Regions from separate parts of the Capsicum annuum genome. Here region 2 is linked to region 1. A link is a contact called in public Hi-C data. All regions are on one chromosome and are shown on one strand. The core of a region is the stretch at or near the end of the contact, and the rest is flanking DNA. Distances in the headings are between cores, read along the strand shown.

Region 1 (4,740 bases), core at 752-3,251:
TTATATGAGTTGGTTTATAGGCTTAATTGTGCCTATGAATTATGATCATGTTACGAGAATTAGACTCATTCAAATTCATTATAAGATATTGGGCCATATTTTAAATTTTTCATATTTTAACTGATTCTGCTGAAAAAAGTAGTAAGTAGTATTGATGAGTTTCACATAAGTGAAAATAGAGGTAAATATTATAATTACTTATTCCATCTTTATGTGGTCATGAATAATGTTCTATCTCACAATGAATTATTGAGGTAAATTAGGCAAAAATTTCATTCCTTATTATGCACCTCACAATATGTCCGGGATTTGGTTCTGTATTAATTTAAATTAATTAATTTTGAACCATAACTTTGATATGCTAATAATGAAATATTTGATGTAGACAGCGGGGGACATCATTTGTAGGTGACAAATTCCTACTAAACGTCATCACACGTCCCTAAGCAAAACCAATAAGAAAAATATTTAAAACTTCAATAAATATTAAACTTTAAAATTATAATTTTACAAGTGAGTCGACCTCGTTATATAATGTATGTATTGAAAATCTAAAAATTCGTATGTTCAAAATGATGAACGATTGAATTAAAATTTTAAATTCGTCTATGACTAAAATATTTCGCTATGATTAAAGGCGGGATAAATAATCAATGGTTGCGTGACTCACATTAAAACATAGTGAACAAGCCCATGTGATACTGAAGACTTAAGGTTTAACGTTGTGTATCATATTCAAAGTTCGTCTACTTCTTCAATTCAACAAGTTCTTTTTTTCTTTGATAATTGAAAATTGTACATCTCTAGCTAGTTGACATAAGTACGCAGAGATCTCATTTAAATTGATTGTTATTTTGAAATTAATGATCTCTTTCCAAAACCAAGCTAAGGAAGAGAGAAATAACTCTGTAATAATCGGAATGAAAAGCACGCAACCTAATCAAATCGGATTTGTGGTATTGCAGATCTCTCTATAATAATCACCCACTATAATGATGTATATCGGATTTGTGGTATTGCAGATCTCTCTATAATAATCACCCACTATAATGATGTATAGATTTTAACTTTTAATTAGTGAAAGATGAATATCTTTTGAAATTTTCCATTTAATATGTTTTATAACATGGAAAAATAAAATAAAATTTGATCCTTTTGAATTATTTTACTGTATAATAACCAAGTAAAGAATGTCAAATGAAGTTATAGGTATATAACAAACAATCAGTATAAAAGTTTATAATCAGAACAAGTAAGGTTGATATAGAGAAATTTGATGTGGTCATGTTATGAATTTAACCAAGATGGAGATCCTATTTGCAAAGATGTCAAATTACATTTGGGACTCAGGGAAGATGTCTATATATATTAGAGGAATATAATCTATTTGGGCTCATGTTATGAAGTTGTCTTTTATTTTCTTATCTAAAGTTTTAGCATTCTCGAATCTCCCTTTTTTATTTTCCTTTTGTTTCTACGATGAATTCTTATTTCAATGTATATGACTATAGTTCTCCTTATCAATATGACTCCCGATCATTACAATGGTGCTTTCACTGTCCCTCCTCTATCAAATGGGTATCATCTTCCTTTCAAACTCCATCAGCCCCATACAACAAGCAATTTCTTACTGCACCTTCATCACCGAGCCCCACTTATCCACCTGCAATGTTGGAGAAGATATACATTTCCCTCAATATTGTGCAGGATATAGTGGTACAGTCACAAGAATGTAAAAAACGTATGCTTTCTTCTATTTGCCATGTGCGATTAGTGTTGCAGGAAGATATACAATTGGACTCCACTTCCATTGATAATGTAGAGAATTCAGATGTTATAAATATCACTTCTGTATCAGAGTCAGCTTACGTTGATAGTAACACCGAGGTGGCTGATATGGCAAAATCCCATTTGGATTCAGAGCTCCCTGTTCTTGGTGTTGGAGATACAACACCGCAATACATTTTCTCCGACGTGCTGTCCGGTGCTTCTATTGATGCCACCGAGCTCAAATTCTTACCTCTCTCCTTCTCCGTCAAGGGACAACTAGAGTTTGACTGCAAGGTGTTCAATAGATTACAGATGAGGGATATTTCTGCAGAATTTCCTAGTCCTAGTGCACCTATTGGCTCGCTTCCACCTGTTTTGAGCATTAACGACTACAAGTGGGTGGATACTGGCAGTTACGTGATTCATTTGACATGCGCCAATACAACCAAATTAAGCTCTTAGGATGTGCTCCTCTTTTGATTAATGCTTTAAGTTTCTCATCAAATGCGCCTAAATTGTTCGATAAAATTGCTGAGAGAAGTAGATGTTTTTCAATGTTGTATGACTCTTAATATATAGGTGTGGTTGAAGTGTTAATTGAATGCAGTGATAATCTTACAAGCTTTTGTAATTCCCACAAGCTACTGGGTATATCTATAGAGAACTTATTTTTGTATCCTTTTGCTCGGGCTGCTATTTCTAGTGTGGAGAGCTACGCAATTGATCAATTCATGCATGTTGAGGCCAATTGCAAGAGGAATATTAGTGTGGAGAGGTACATATTAGAGACTGCTAATAATTTTAGTGGAAATTCCAGATCTTACATCTGTCCATTGTCTTATAGTATGGCACGTGCAACAATTTTATCCTTATTGATTGAGCTCTCTTCATCCGAACGAGTAGAACCAGGCTTGCCTCTTCTGTTGCCTTTCAACTTTGGGTGTAAGAATGGAAATTTTACAAGGCAAATTAATCTGGATTTAGTGATTTATCATCCTACACGAATACTTGAATGGATTGATTCTCTCAAGGGCTCAATGTCACTTTCGCCTCAACAAGAACAAGTTGAAGGAATTTTTTTGCTTGTTGGTAAGATTGAAGGGTCGTCTGACTATGATTATGACTCATGGGTGGTGTATGTACCTAACAACGAATTCTTGTCAAGCATTAGCTCAACAGATCTCAAGTACTGGGAGAGGTATACAGAGCCCGACTTAGTGAAAAAGTGGAGGAAACATCTTGACATATTACTTCCAATGTTAGCATCTATAGTAACTCTGTATTCTATCTGGGTGACTTATGGAGCATATATTGTGGCCTATTGTGTGGATAGTAAGACTATAAAAGCTACAGTGCTACGTGTTGAGATGGTTGTGCAAGAAATTAAATCAAACATTGTGCTACAAATCACTAAGATACAGGAATTTTGCAATGAATATACGCCATTGGAAGCTGATTTTGTGTTGGTTGTTGAAAGGACTTGGCTCGAGGTGCAACCTTTTTCTTATTCCTTAGCAGCTTTTATTATTTTTATCAAGTTTTTTATTCATACCTTTGATCCTGGTATACTCAATATCCGTATAACTGATGATATCGACCTGGCCATGCATACACACTCTAGTATTCCTGCTACATATTATTTAATTTCTATACTGTGGCGTGAGCAACTTGGTGGCCTTGTGATGGGAGAAGTAGGCACTGATGCATTTGTAAATTTTGATAAAATGGCCAAATCCAGTGATCTAGTGTTCTTGTTACCTGAGATGGTCATGTTTGACATTCACAAATCAAATGGTCCTCTATCTGATGTAGTTAAGAAGTACAGTTTGATGTTCTTTGAAATATCTGAGAATTGAGCGGAACATAACAATTTGTATGAAGTAATTTCCAAGAACATCTAGTTCGGTATCCTTCTTGCAACAAATAGTTTGGCTCTTAGCTCTGTGGTTCTTGAACACTCAAAAATGGACTTAGTCGCTAAGTTTGCAGCTGAATTGACACATGTTTTTGGTCTATCAATGGCTCTTACATATCTTATTATTGATGTTGTTTCTCATGTGTTCATCTATCCCTACACAACTAGTCTAGGAATTTTCACAAAGACCAAATACTCCTTTGAAAATATTACAAGAATGCAGAGTACTTAAAGGACCCAGGCAAGTTTACTACGATTGCTCTAGCTCTAGTTCGTGCTACTTTTTGTGACCCTTATGGTATCCAGACTTGGTGCAAACCATTTGAGACTACGGCTGCAGAAGAAAAGGAAAAGCAATATTTCATGATTGGTAGTACAGATGTCTTGACCCATCACCCTCATTGCTGTGTTTCTCAGTATGAGTTTCATTTCCGCAAAGCAAAAATATTTGTGGAGAATTACTCCAGATCGTGGAATCATTTTTCATCATTTATGTGCACATGTAATTGGTGGCACATTAAACTTTCTTATCTAGAGAAAACATGGATGCAACTCTTGTGGCTTTTAAATGTTGCTTTCCCTTGGATTTCTAGTAAGTTGGTTTTGAAAGTGACTATCCCTTGGGTTGATTCTTGGATTGCAGAGATCCTACATGTGCTAATGCCACCAATACAAACTGCTTTTGAGGAATCTGATCCAACTATTAACAGTGATCTTAACTCAAAGCCCCATCAGGTGTTCAACGTTTTCCCTTTGATTCTGTCATCTACTCTTTCCAAGGAACTCTTTGGTGATTATCTTGTTAGATGTGGATGCATCCTCTGGTTTGAAAAGCAAAAAGAAGGATCAATGTTGGAAGTTGCTTTGGATAATGAAGCTTTGGAAAAATTCTTTTGGGTTGTTAACACTGACAAAGAGGAACATAACAACACCATGGTCTCCGTACAACTATACTCGAACCTTGAGGACAAGGTTCTTATTGAGGGTGGGAGAATTGTTATGAATATAACCTAGATGGAGGTCCTATTTGCAAAGATATCAAATTACATTTGGGA
Region 2 (4,216 bases), core at 1,609-4,108, 36 kb before region 1:
CTCGAAGAAAGAAAATTTATTGTAGGGAAGGGAAAGTCATATAGTACTGCTACGTTTTAATTTGTTTATCTTATTTTTTTTTTTATATCTTATTTTTTATTTTTATAATGCGTTTTTAATTGTTTCTTGTTCTTAGCGAGGATCTATCGAAAATAATATAATCTCTCTACTTGTTCTGAGGTAGTGATAGAGACTACGTATATTTTACTCTCATTACACTAAGTATATTATTGTTGTATCTTAATTTCCTTTTTAGTTAGTCCGTTCGAAAAAAAGACAATTCCTTTTATTTTGAACTCTTAAATTTCAACATTCATATGAAATGTTTAGACTAGACGATTTAAAATATTTTGGTATATTTTATGTGTCTTTAGATTAATATTATAAGATTCAAAAATTTTCTTTATTTTCTGTTCAAACTAAAACTAGACAATTAAATTAAAAGGGGGGAAATATATCCCTCGATAGAAAGGCTGACAAACCTGGAAAATAGTGAAGGCTTCTGTCATTGTGTTATCAATTTTTCCTCACAATATATATATATATATTTATTGCCTTTAATAACTGGTCAGTCCCTTCTCTTTCATCACGCAATTCCTATTCAAGTAGAGTCAACATCAATATTCACCCATAGCATCTATGAATTCATAGTACTTAATATATATGAATAGATTTTCACTTTACCCCCTGAATTTTCTGACTCTCTACTTAATTACACAATGATATTTCTACGTCCTACGAGTAATTTAATAATCAGTTCCTCTCATTGTTTTCAAAAATCACTGCCAAGTTTTGTAGTACGTACGTTATATGTCAGCTTCATGTCTGTGCTTTGCTTTTTCCCCTCCCTAGAGTAGCCCCTTATTTTTCGCCAGGAATCCAGACAAAAATTCACTACCTATTAGTTAATTACTAATTACTGTACAACATTTTTTATTCTTCTAAATAAGTTTAGTAAGATCCATGTAGAAAATGTAGCCTTTACAACAACCAAGTAATGACTTCGATCATATCGATTAATTTTTAGCGGGATAGCTTCACAGTAATTTTACAAAACATTTGTTATGATCAGTGGCGAATCCACCTTGTAATCAGGGGATTCATCCGAACCCCTTTCGACGGAAAAGTATACTATTTTTACACGGTCAAAAATATTTTTATGTATATATTAGATGTTGAACCTCCTTCGACTAGTCCGTATGTTTACTTCTGAACCCCCTCAATGAAAATCCTGGCTCTGCCACTGGTTATGATCGTTATTCAATAAGAGAATAAAATGATACACAAAATTACATGACGAGAAAAAGTTTGTGGAAGTTGTGGGATATACATGCAATTAATTACAACATTCTTTTTAATGCAACATCTAAATTATACTCATTTAATATCCGGCAAAACTCCGGCAGTATTCTGGAAGATAAGCAGTGGATGGGCCGGAGACCGGAGCGCCAACAGTCAAGGGTTAAGCAATAAGCAACAACTAGCCATTTCGGGAAGATGGAGAAAAGGGAACATTTTTATGCATGGTCTCGAAGTTTGTCGTTGTAACTGTATATGCTGTCACGATTTATATGACATTCTATATTTAAAAATAAATAAATAATACTACCAAAATTGGATGTTAAGATCACAAATGAGGAACAATTTTCTGATATTGAAGAAGAAGAAAATGACAATATAATTATTTAGAAGAAAGAATACGAGCTTGACTTCTCAAAGAGAATTACAAAAATATTTGAAAACTAACGATATGCATTGTACCTCCTCCTGTTTATACATCATACAACTGTCAATGACTAGTCTATTGCTCCTTTTTTATACATCATATAACTGTCAAGGACTAATCCACTAATTAATTCTAACTACCAACTAACTCAAGTAACAAATATTTAACTACTCTAGTTGGTTAGTAAGTTTAATTGTGACAATTACTATAGCAACTATATTGTTACAATTGATAAGTATATCGGAATAAGTGAATTGTTAACAAAAAAACAGTAAAGACATAAATTTATCATGTTTTTTCATTTTTACCCTCTTCAAAAAGCAAAGACACATGATACATCACTCCCAATGTATATTTAATGGAGGGTAAATTCGGAAAAAAATTTCAACATATACCTTGAATTGAGAACCATTCACTTATTTTGAAACACTAAAATTGCTCCAACAATTCACTTATTGTGAAACGGAGGGAGTATTTTCAAACCCGGCCTCCCCCCAAGGCCCAAGCTAGGAGCTATGAAGATGTATGGTAAATACGTCGTCAGTCTGATCAACAGAAGGTAAATAATAAGCAGTGAAAATGACACCACCTTAAATCTTCTCATGAATAAAATGATAATCAATGTCAATGTATTTAGTGCGTTCATGAAATACAGGGTTGGCAACAATCTGCATAGCTAACTTGCTTTCATACAATATAACGGAACTGGCAACTCCACTTTCAGTCTAAGTTCTTGATACAAATCAATCAACCAACTTCTGCTACAACTGAGCTCCTAGAAATAGTAGCCTGCTTCATTAATTTTCAAGAAGAAGTACCAAACTGAACCAGATAATAGATCCTTTAGTGTAAATGCAAGAACCCAATCAGCATCACAATGTACACTCAGAGTTGAAGAGCTGGAAGCACTCAAAAGAATGCCCAATCCAAGAGCGTACTTCACATTTTCACTTGCAAAATGGCTTCTCCGGCACACCAAATCAACCTGATCCATTTAATAGGTCATTAGGGGTCCGTCAGAGAAGTTTCGCTCAAAATTTTTTCAGATCCTCCAAAGCAATCCGATCCATTTAATAGGCCGTTAGGGAACCGCCCGAGAATTTTTGCCCAATTTTTTTTCGAATCCCGAGCCGCCGAAAGTTGTAAAAAATCCTCAATTCCTGTCGTTTTACCCGTTTGACTTGCAAAATGACTCCCCCGATCCTGCCAAAGCAACCCGATCCATTTAATAGAACGTCAAGGGACCGCCAAAGAAGTTTCACCCAAAAATTTTTTCGAAGCTTGAGTCCACCCCTCAAACCATGGGCTAACACCAATCGAAAGTCATCGTAGGAAAACCCACAATTTCTGTTGGTTCTCCCATTTGACTTGAAAAATGATTTTCCCGACCCCACCAGAGCAACCTGATCCATTTAATAGGTCGTTAAGGGACCGGCCGAGAAATTTTGCCCAAAAATTTTCCCGGAGCCCGAGTCCATCCCCGAACAGTGGGCTAAACACCCACTAAAAGTCACAAAAAAACTGCAATTCCTATCGTTTCGCCTGTTTGACTTGAAAAATTGCCTTTCTGACCTCATCGAAGCAACCCGATCCCTTTAATAGGCCGTCAAGGGACTACTCGAGAAGTTTCGCTAAAAAAATTTCTTGGAGCCAGAGCCCAACCCTTGAACCGTAGGCTAACACCCATTGAAAGTCGCAAAAAATAAAAATCATAATATCTACCGTTTCACCTGTTTGACTTGAAAAATGGTTCCCCGGACCCTGTCAAAGCAACCCCATCAATTTAATAGGCCGCAGGGGACCATTCGAAAAGTTTTGATCATAATAGTTTTCGGAGCCCAAGCCTGAGCCCATCCCCAAACCGTGGGTTAATACCCACCGAAAGTCGCAAAAAATCACAATTTCTGTCGTTTCGTCTGTTTGACTTGAAAAATGGCTCCCCCAGCCCTTTCAAAGTAACCCGATCCATTTAATAGACCGTCAGGGGACCGCCCAAGAAGTTTTACCAAAAAAATTTCTCGGCGCCCGAGTCCACCCCCTCAACTGTGGGCTAACACCCACTAAATGAAAAATTCAGCTCGATTTCCCCCTCTGTAGACACGTGATTTTTGATCCTCCTCGGATTCTAACTTATTTTTCGATATTTATATTTATATCTAATATAATATTATTTAAATTCTTATTTTTTTATTTTAATAAATTTTAGTTAAGAAGTAAATAACTAAATAAAGTTAATTTTGAGATATTAAAAATAATAATAAAATAAAATATATGTTTTTGTTTTCTTAATTTTAATAAATTAATAGTTTTGATATTATTTTGACTATTTGTATTTTTATTAAACATAAAATTAATTAGTTGTTATTATAATTGTTATTATTATTATTATTTTATTATTATTGTCTTCTATTTTAAAAAGAAAAAAGAAAAAAAATATTGCAAAATTTAAAAATTTCTCTATCATATAAGTAACTGTTCCCTCCCACACTT

The links. Hi-C and Micro-C count contacts between places; a contact is called where the count stands out from the background.
Region 2: a Hi-C map of leaf shows a contact between it and region 1, with 1.9 times the contacts expected there. The contact joins two enhancer-like sites. A contact is called at or near these places in 4 of 5 Hi-C or Micro-C datasets (leaf, pericarp and placenta).

The regions. Positions count from the first base shown.
Region 1 is chr1:518,897-523,636 of UCD10Xv1.1, reverse strand. No RefSeq gene overlaps it. Among protein-coding and RNA genes, the nearest start is that of LOC107852008, 4.3 kb to the right of the region's middle. Within about 2 kb of position 2,001, at least 1 of the 5 cell types and tissues checked has an H3K27ac peak or open chromatin away from gene starts, as enhancers often do. A contact at or near this core is called in leaf, where this site is marked.
Region 2 is chr1:556,108-560,323 of UCD10Xv1.1, reverse strand. No RefSeq gene overlaps it. Among protein-coding and RNA genes, the nearest start is that of LOC107852018, 18 kb to the left of the region's middle. Within about 2 kb of position 2,858, at least 3 of the 5 cell types and tissues checked have an H3K27ac peak or open chromatin away from gene starts, as enhancers often do. A contact at or near this core is called in leaf, where this site is marked.